Linked DNA regions of Mus musculus: region 2 is linked to region 1. The links are chromatin contacts, called in public HiChIP or PLAC-seq maps. All regions are on one chromosome and are shown on one strand. The core of a region is the stretch at or near the end of the contact, and the rest is flanking DNA. Distances in the headings are between cores, read along the strand shown. Region 1 overlaps Gm30145 (a long non-coding RNA gene). Region 2 has its middle 3.4 kb from the start of Gm30193.

Region 1 (3,570 bases), core at 113-2,612:
AGGGGTTGCCATGGCTCTGAAACCACCCTGGGCACATTGGAGCCTTAGAAATTAGTAGTAAATGGCTTCTCGTGTAAGCTCAAAGACAGAGAACAGCACCGTGAATGTCGCTGTACTCGAAGCTTGTCTTATGATGCCTGGGCCACCTCTCTGAGCTACCCTCTGATGAACAAATATAAAGGTTGTCAGGATATGGTGGTGGTTTTGATGGCTAATCTCTTTTAGTTATTCGATGTATTTCCAGAAGGGGGCTTTAAGGAAACTCTTTTGCAAGAAGTTTCTTTAGGCAGAAAAGGGAACTTGAGAGAGCTCGTCCCTGAATGAGGGAAAGACAAAGCAAAGTTCAGGAGATTCTCATTCAGAGCCATTTGTCTGCTTATCGCGCTGGCCATTGGTGGTACAAACCTTTAGTCCCAGCACTCCTGAGGCAGAGGCAGGTGGATCTCTATGAGTTCAAGGCCAGTCTGGTCTACAGAGTGCGCTCCAGAACTGCCAGGGCTACAAGGAGAAACCTTGTCTCAAAAAAATAAAAAAATGAAAAAAATAAAAAATAATAAAAATCTTGCCAAAGCATTGAACCTTGACAATCAAGACACACAACCGATACTCGAGTATCATGCAGGGGGCAGTCTACTTCCCTGCAATTCTGCCAGGCTCTCTCTACTCATTCCTCTCATTCTTGTTGGGCTATGGCAGAATCCAGAGAGGGGTTAGGAAGTGATTACAACCCAGGAGGCTGCTAATAACCTGAGAGGGTGGTAGGGAAGCTAGAACCATGACAGCTGCACTCAAGTAGATGGGATTCACCAGAGCCTAATGGCACCCTGAAAGGTCCACGGGACTTTCTGGTCAACTAGATGTGTGGTAGAAAAGCAGACAGAAGGGTGAGGGCAGCATTACTGAGGTTAGCATAGACTCAGGGAGGTGTGCAGGTGGGCTCAGTTAGCTCTGAGATCTAGTTCTAATACTTTGTGTTTAACATAAGCATGACATCTGTTAGTGAAAAAGTGTAAAAAAAACTAGGCCTTTAGGCCCAGGCTGGAGAATGTGACCTTTGTGACTCAGTGCTCCAAGGCATGCTAATCATAAAAAAGATAGCAACATTCTTCCACCCACCCGCTTCCTGGGTTCAGGGAGTGTTCATTCAAAGAAAGTCACCCTGACCGATCCTGAAACCAGCTATGCAAATGTGCTATTGTTAGGGGCTCATAGAAACTGTCTTGAGAAATAACCTGCACAATTACCAGGTATTCCTTGTGACTCTTGTGACTTTGCACTTCCTCGTGGCTCTTAACTGGTATTTTTGGTATTTCCCAACAATGCCCTCCCCACTCCCTTGAGTTTTGGTTTTTTTCCTTTAAATATCCCCTTAACCAGCTACTTGGGGCACCATGGTCCTCTACCCCTGCATGGTGTATGAGTGTGGGTCCTCTTGCGGTTTGCATCAAGACAGTTTCTCGTGAGTGATTTGGGGTGTCACCTCTCCTGAGTCAGAATGTGGAGGAGTCCTCATGTTGTGGGTCTTTCATTAGATTAGTGGATCCTGGAAGGAGCTTTCCCAATGCTCAGTCCGTGGAACCTATATGTCTATTTAGTCACTTGGCAAAGGGAAAACAAGGTGGCTAATCAGCTTCACTTGAAATTTAGATATTTCCCTGTGGAGTCACAAGCTTTTACATGGAGGATAAAGATAGAGAGGAGCTGGTGGTGCAAGACTCAGCCAGCCAGTGCTGGCTTTGAGGATGGAGGGGATCACATTTGAACAAATAGAAACTGCCTCCACAAGCCGGATGAAGAAAAACAAGAAAACAAAACAAAATGTTCTCCGAGAACTTTCAGAAAGGAATACAGCCCTGCTCACACCTCAATTGGATCATCCCAGTGATATCATTTGGATTTTTGAGCTCCAGAGCCACAGGATAATAAACTTGCCTGGTTTTTGTTTTGTTTTGGTTTGTTGAGACAGGGTTTCTCTGTATAGCCCTGGCTGTCCTGGAATTCACTCTGTAGACCAGGCTGGCCTCGAACTCAGAAATCCACCTGCCTCTGCCTCCCAAGTGCTGGGATTAAAGGCGTGCGCCACCACTGCCCTACATAAACTTGCCTTGTTTTAAGCCATTTTTTAAAGCAGCAGGGAGGGAGGGAGGAAGGAATTTTTTTTTCTGCAGCAATTTGCTGCATCAGCATTAGACAGACCCAAGAGTCACATGAAATCTCAGGTAGGCTGCCAAAGAAGTGGGTCTGGATTTGGGATAGAGGTCCAGGCTAGGTATAAACTTGCGAATTATTGCTATATGATACAACTTAAAACTAAATGCCTTATGACAATGCCAAAAAAGCCGATAAAAAGGGAAGAGAGCTGGGGAGGGGAGAAGACAGAAAACAATGAACAGGTCAATTCTGGGAGACTTTGACCTTAAGAGAGAAGGTGCCCTTAAATACCTAGAGGACAGGGGGAAGCCAGGTAAGGGAGGTGCTTTATGAAAGGGACAGTGACCTGTGTCACATGTTCAGATGTTAGGGAAGGTGAGGGCTAGAAATTGATTTGTGGATTTAGCGATACAAAAGTAATTGATAATCTTGACCAGGACAGTTTGGGTATGTTCTGGGGGCTAACAGTGTGGATAGCAGATCTTAGAAAGGATGGAGGAAGGAGGGAGGGAGGGAGGGAGGGAGGGAGGGAGGGAGGGAGGGAGGGAGGGAAGGAGAGAGGGAGGAAGGGAGGAAGGAAGACATTTATAAAATTATAAGAAATTCACTATAAAGGTCAATGGAGAGGGAGAGCTATGGCTGGAGGTACCGTGACGCCTCGGGATGAGTGAGAGAAATAACTAAGGAAGATCTAGTAGAGGGGACCAGAGCAAGGAGGTAAGCTGTTAAGATAATGTGACAGAGTGACACATCATGGCATCTCCCAGTAATGTATTCATACAAGTCTACTCCCTCATGAGCCACCACTTAGCCAGGATGGGAGCCAAGGACACTTTGTAGTGAGCCCAAGAAACCCTCCAAGAACTGAGGCTGAGCCCCACTCAATTGTGAGACAATGGATTGTGAGCTTAAGTAATGGGAACTAGGGCTTTTGTTGTTGTTTAGACAGGGTCTTGCTGTGCATCCCAGGCTGTCCTAGGACTGATGATCCATCCTCCTGCCTCAGCTGCTGGATGCTGGGATTACACACACACAGGACATTGTTCTTGGCACAGTGGTTTTGTTTAAAGCTACTAACTTCGTGGATAATCATGTTTAGGAAGAAAGTAACTGTGTGGATCAGGCAGTGGCCTCATCCAAGTTGCTCCATATCGTGAGCAACAGTGGCTTCCAGGCTAGATCTTGTCCTGGGTGACTCCATCTTACCACATGTCATTTGGCTCTGTTTTGAGGGAAAGTGCAGAGGTCATGATGCGGGATGCTGCCACATCCATTTTGTAGACACCACCACCTGCCCAGCACTGCCCACAAACAACAAGCTGATAACATTCTTACATGTAAAAAGCTATTACCTCTAAGCTTGTCAAACCAGACTGAGAATATTTGGGCACATTAAAACTGATGAGTAGTCACCAGTTT
Region 2 (3,275 bases), core at 369-2,868, 210 kb after region 1:
AGGCTTCCGTTTCTGCTTGCTTACTTTTCCCCTCCCCCATGTCACTCTACACATTGAATCTTTAGCTCCTGAAAAGTCAATCAAGCCTTGTGAGTGGGTGTGGGGTCCTGGCAAAATGTCCAAAAGATATTGGGAGGAAGAACTGGAGGCACGAGCGTGTGTGTGTGTGTGTGTGTGTGTGTGTGTGTGTACTGGCACACTGATCCCCAAATAGTACTGTATTGTTGAGTCTGAAAGGTCAAGTCCCTGGGCGAAGCCCTCCTCTGTAGACGAGCCTTTGGCTTGTTGTTTCTTCCATTTCCTGGTCTCTGGAAATCACCTTTCTCCAAAGGTTTCTAGTTCTTGTTTCTCCAGCAGTGCGGTTCAGGTTCCGTAGGAAGATACAAACCTGCCCTGAGGTTCTTGCTATAGCTCACACCAACCGTACCTGAAACTTCCTTCCAATCTCTAGCTCTTGACCTGCCTGTGGATCTCCATGCCGTTCTCCCGCTGAGAAAGGGCAAGGCTGTCCTGTCAGAGGCAGAGCCTCGCTTGCTGGCTATCTTTAGGCAGGCTGGGGAGGAAGGTATGTGCTGTGTAATGATTATGGGTTTAATTCTTGCTTTAGAGAGGAAATGACTCACCCTGTAGATAAACTGGACTTGAAAGAATGTCTGGCTTATGCAAAGCCCTTATTTACATACCAGCCTCTCATTCACAAGGAAATTGTTACTCAAGGACTTTGACTCTGGACGCCTTCCCTTTTATTCCAGGTCTTTGATAAACCTTGGCCTAACAGATCCCTGGGAGGAATTTCTGTAACAGAGGCCTCTCATATCCCAGCTTCCTCTCCCCTCTGAACATCGACGTTGTGTGACTAATAATGGAGATACCCACCCACCCACCCACCCATTTCTAACTCCTCATGTCTCAGAGCCTCTGCCAGTGTGGCTGTACCTACAGCTTCCAGGCGTGTCAGGGTGGGGCTGGTTCACACAATCTGGTTTCCCTTACAGGGTGTAGTAAAGCGTTATTGAGCCAAAGTTAGATGAAGGTGACCCAGTGTCAACCAGCCCTGGCTACTTTTCTTATCAGCAATATGGTCTCTATGTTAGCTTCTTAGCTGCTACCTGACCTACCACGGATCAAGAGACCAGCACCTTGACCTGGACGCCCTTGTCTGCCCATTAATTTGAGCGAAAGAATTCAGCAGCAGGTGTCGCCGAAGCTATCTCTTCTCCAAGTCCCACCCCCCTAAGGAAGAAAGCTATTCCCACTAGACCCTCCCTGAGCTTCCATTAACACAAATCACTGGAAGAGAGGCCGTCTGTCAACACACCTGCATAGACTCTGACACACACAGTCCTCTTCTATTTTTAGTCTTGCTCAATATGCCAAAGAGATTTATACTTCCCTGCTAGTAGGCAGGCCCAGTCTCATTTCAACACGTTCCTACAAACCCCCTAACGTCCCCCAAAATCATTTACTGTTCATTGAAAAAGTGTCCACAGTTTCTGTTCTTCCCCAATAGAACAGAGGTATCATTTTGGAGTTTCTACGTCCTATTGGGCCAGGGGTTAATTGTATTACATGTGTGTCTTCTCTCTAGCTAATTGGTCTTTGCCAGTGTATTCCAGCCAATCCTTGAATGGCAGAGGGGAAATTCCCTTCACTATTCCATATGTAAATGGGAATCTCAGAGCTCTAGGATGGTGACAAGAAAAATTAGGCAATGTAAAGGGTGTGAGGTATTCGCCAGAGAAGATTGCTCAGACTTCAGTTTGAGCCAATAGAAAGTTTTAGTTGGTCTGTGTCTACACGGGGTATTCCAGATCTCAGGGTAGCAGTGAGCCTTCTTGGGGTGAGATTTTAAGCACAAAATCCATCATTTCCTGGGTTGACATATTTCAGTAATAAGAACAGTTAGATAAAAATGGAACTACAGAAACAAAAAAAGCAAGGTTAGTTCATTTAGAGACATTCCCAGAACTATAGACTTTGGTGGACTGGGTCTTTATTTTCATTTTTGGCAGGAGGTGGTGTCTACATGCTGAGTTTTAGGGCCTGAATAGTACTTCTATCATGGAGTCAGTTATGCTAAGGTCTGGGAGGTTTACTAAGGCTTAAAGCCCTTTCCAGTGATAAACTCTCTTGATATCGGAGATGATCGTTAATTAAATGTTTACTCGTGTTGTAAGTTAGTCTGTTTTCTTTGTTTTTTAGGGTTCCCTTTCCGGCCTTTCTAAATTTGTTTCTTCAACTTAAATTTTTGTCCCCGATAACTTTTTAAGTTGAAAAACTCATGTAGGTAGATAGGGTATACCGTTTGCTTAATGGTGGACGATTTGTCAAATAAACAAAACAACAAAGAACAACAACAACAACGATATCTGTCCCAGCTAGAGGATCCCACTCCATGCTCCAAAATTCAGTTTTGCTCTAGAGACTTCTGAGCAGCCAATGTGCGTGAGTGTGTGCCTGCCTGTGTGTGTTCATGTGCACATGTGTGTGTGTGTGTGTGTGTGTGAGATGTTTGTGGGTACTCATGGAGTCTAGAGGTATTGCATCCCCAGTAGCTGTAGTTACAGGCAGCTCAGCCACCTGACATGTGAGCTGGGAATTGAACCAAGCTCCTCTGGAAGAGCAATGCACACTCCTAACTGCTGAGCCATCATGTATTCAACCTCCATGCCTTTCTTGATTCCTTTTGATGTCTTGGGTAACGATTACCAGCAGGCAACTCTGGCAACCGACGGCTCTACCTGACCTTGCCATCATGTAGAATTGAAGTCTTCGGCTCCAGAGAAGGGCTTGCCAACCCCAGCTTCTCATCCTCACGGATGTGGGTTTTTTTGTTTTTTTTGTTTTTAGTTTTTTTCTGAGACAGGGTTTCTCTGTGTAGCCCTGGCTGTCCTGGAACTCACTCTGTAGACCAGGCTGGCCTTGAACTCAGAAATCCGCCTGCCTCTGCCTCCCAAATGCTGGGATTAAAGGCGTGCACCACCATCGTCTGGCTCCTTACAGATTTCTTGTTCTTACTTTTTTGGTCATGTATTTCCTCTGAGACTTCATTTCCTTTTCCCCATGTCTATCATCAACTTCCGTGGTTCCCCTGACCCCGACTTTTCTGTCTTGTGTAGGCAGGGACATGATCTACAGGTTCAGTTTTTCTCCAGTTAACACCCTGAGCCCTTTCACCTCCTCTGTCATATCCTTCCAGAGTCTCCTGTTTCCTCCAGTGTGACTTTTACACTGCCACATCAAAGCTTCTCTCCGAGTGCTGCTAGATAAAAGGT

Evidence for each region. HiChIP or PLAC-seq counts read pairs in DNA pulled down with a chosen protein or histone mark.
Region 2: an H3K27ac HiChIP or PLAC-seq map of trophoblast stem cells shows a contact between it and region 1, with 11 read pairs. The contact joins two enhancer-like sites. A contact is called at or near these places in 3 of 484 Hi-C or Micro-C datasets (embryonic stem cells and liver) and 3 of 115 datasets of contacts at active chromatin or transcription factors (embryonic stem cells, pancreatic cancer cells and trophoblast stem cells).

The regions. Positions count from the first base shown.
Region 1 is chr10:111,368,114-111,371,683 of GRCm38.p6, forward strand. All of the region lies in intron 4 of Gm30145 (a long non-coding RNA gene), which reads right to left. Among named protein-coding and RNA genes, the nearest start is that of Gm30145, 8.4 kb to the right of the region's middle. Within about 2 kb of position 1,363, at least 22 of the 459 cell types and tissues checked have an H3K27ac peak or open chromatin away from gene starts, as enhancers often do. A contact at or near this core is called in trophoblast stem cells, where this site is marked.
Region 2 is chr10:111,575,538-111,578,812 of GRCm38.p6, forward strand. No RefSeq gene overlaps it. Among named protein-coding and RNA genes, the nearest start is that of Gm30193, 3.4 kb to the left of the region's middle. Within about 2 kb of position 1,619, at least 52 of the 459 cell types and tissues checked have an H3K27ac peak or open chromatin away from gene starts, as enhancers often do. A contact at or near this core is called in trophoblast stem cells, where this site is marked.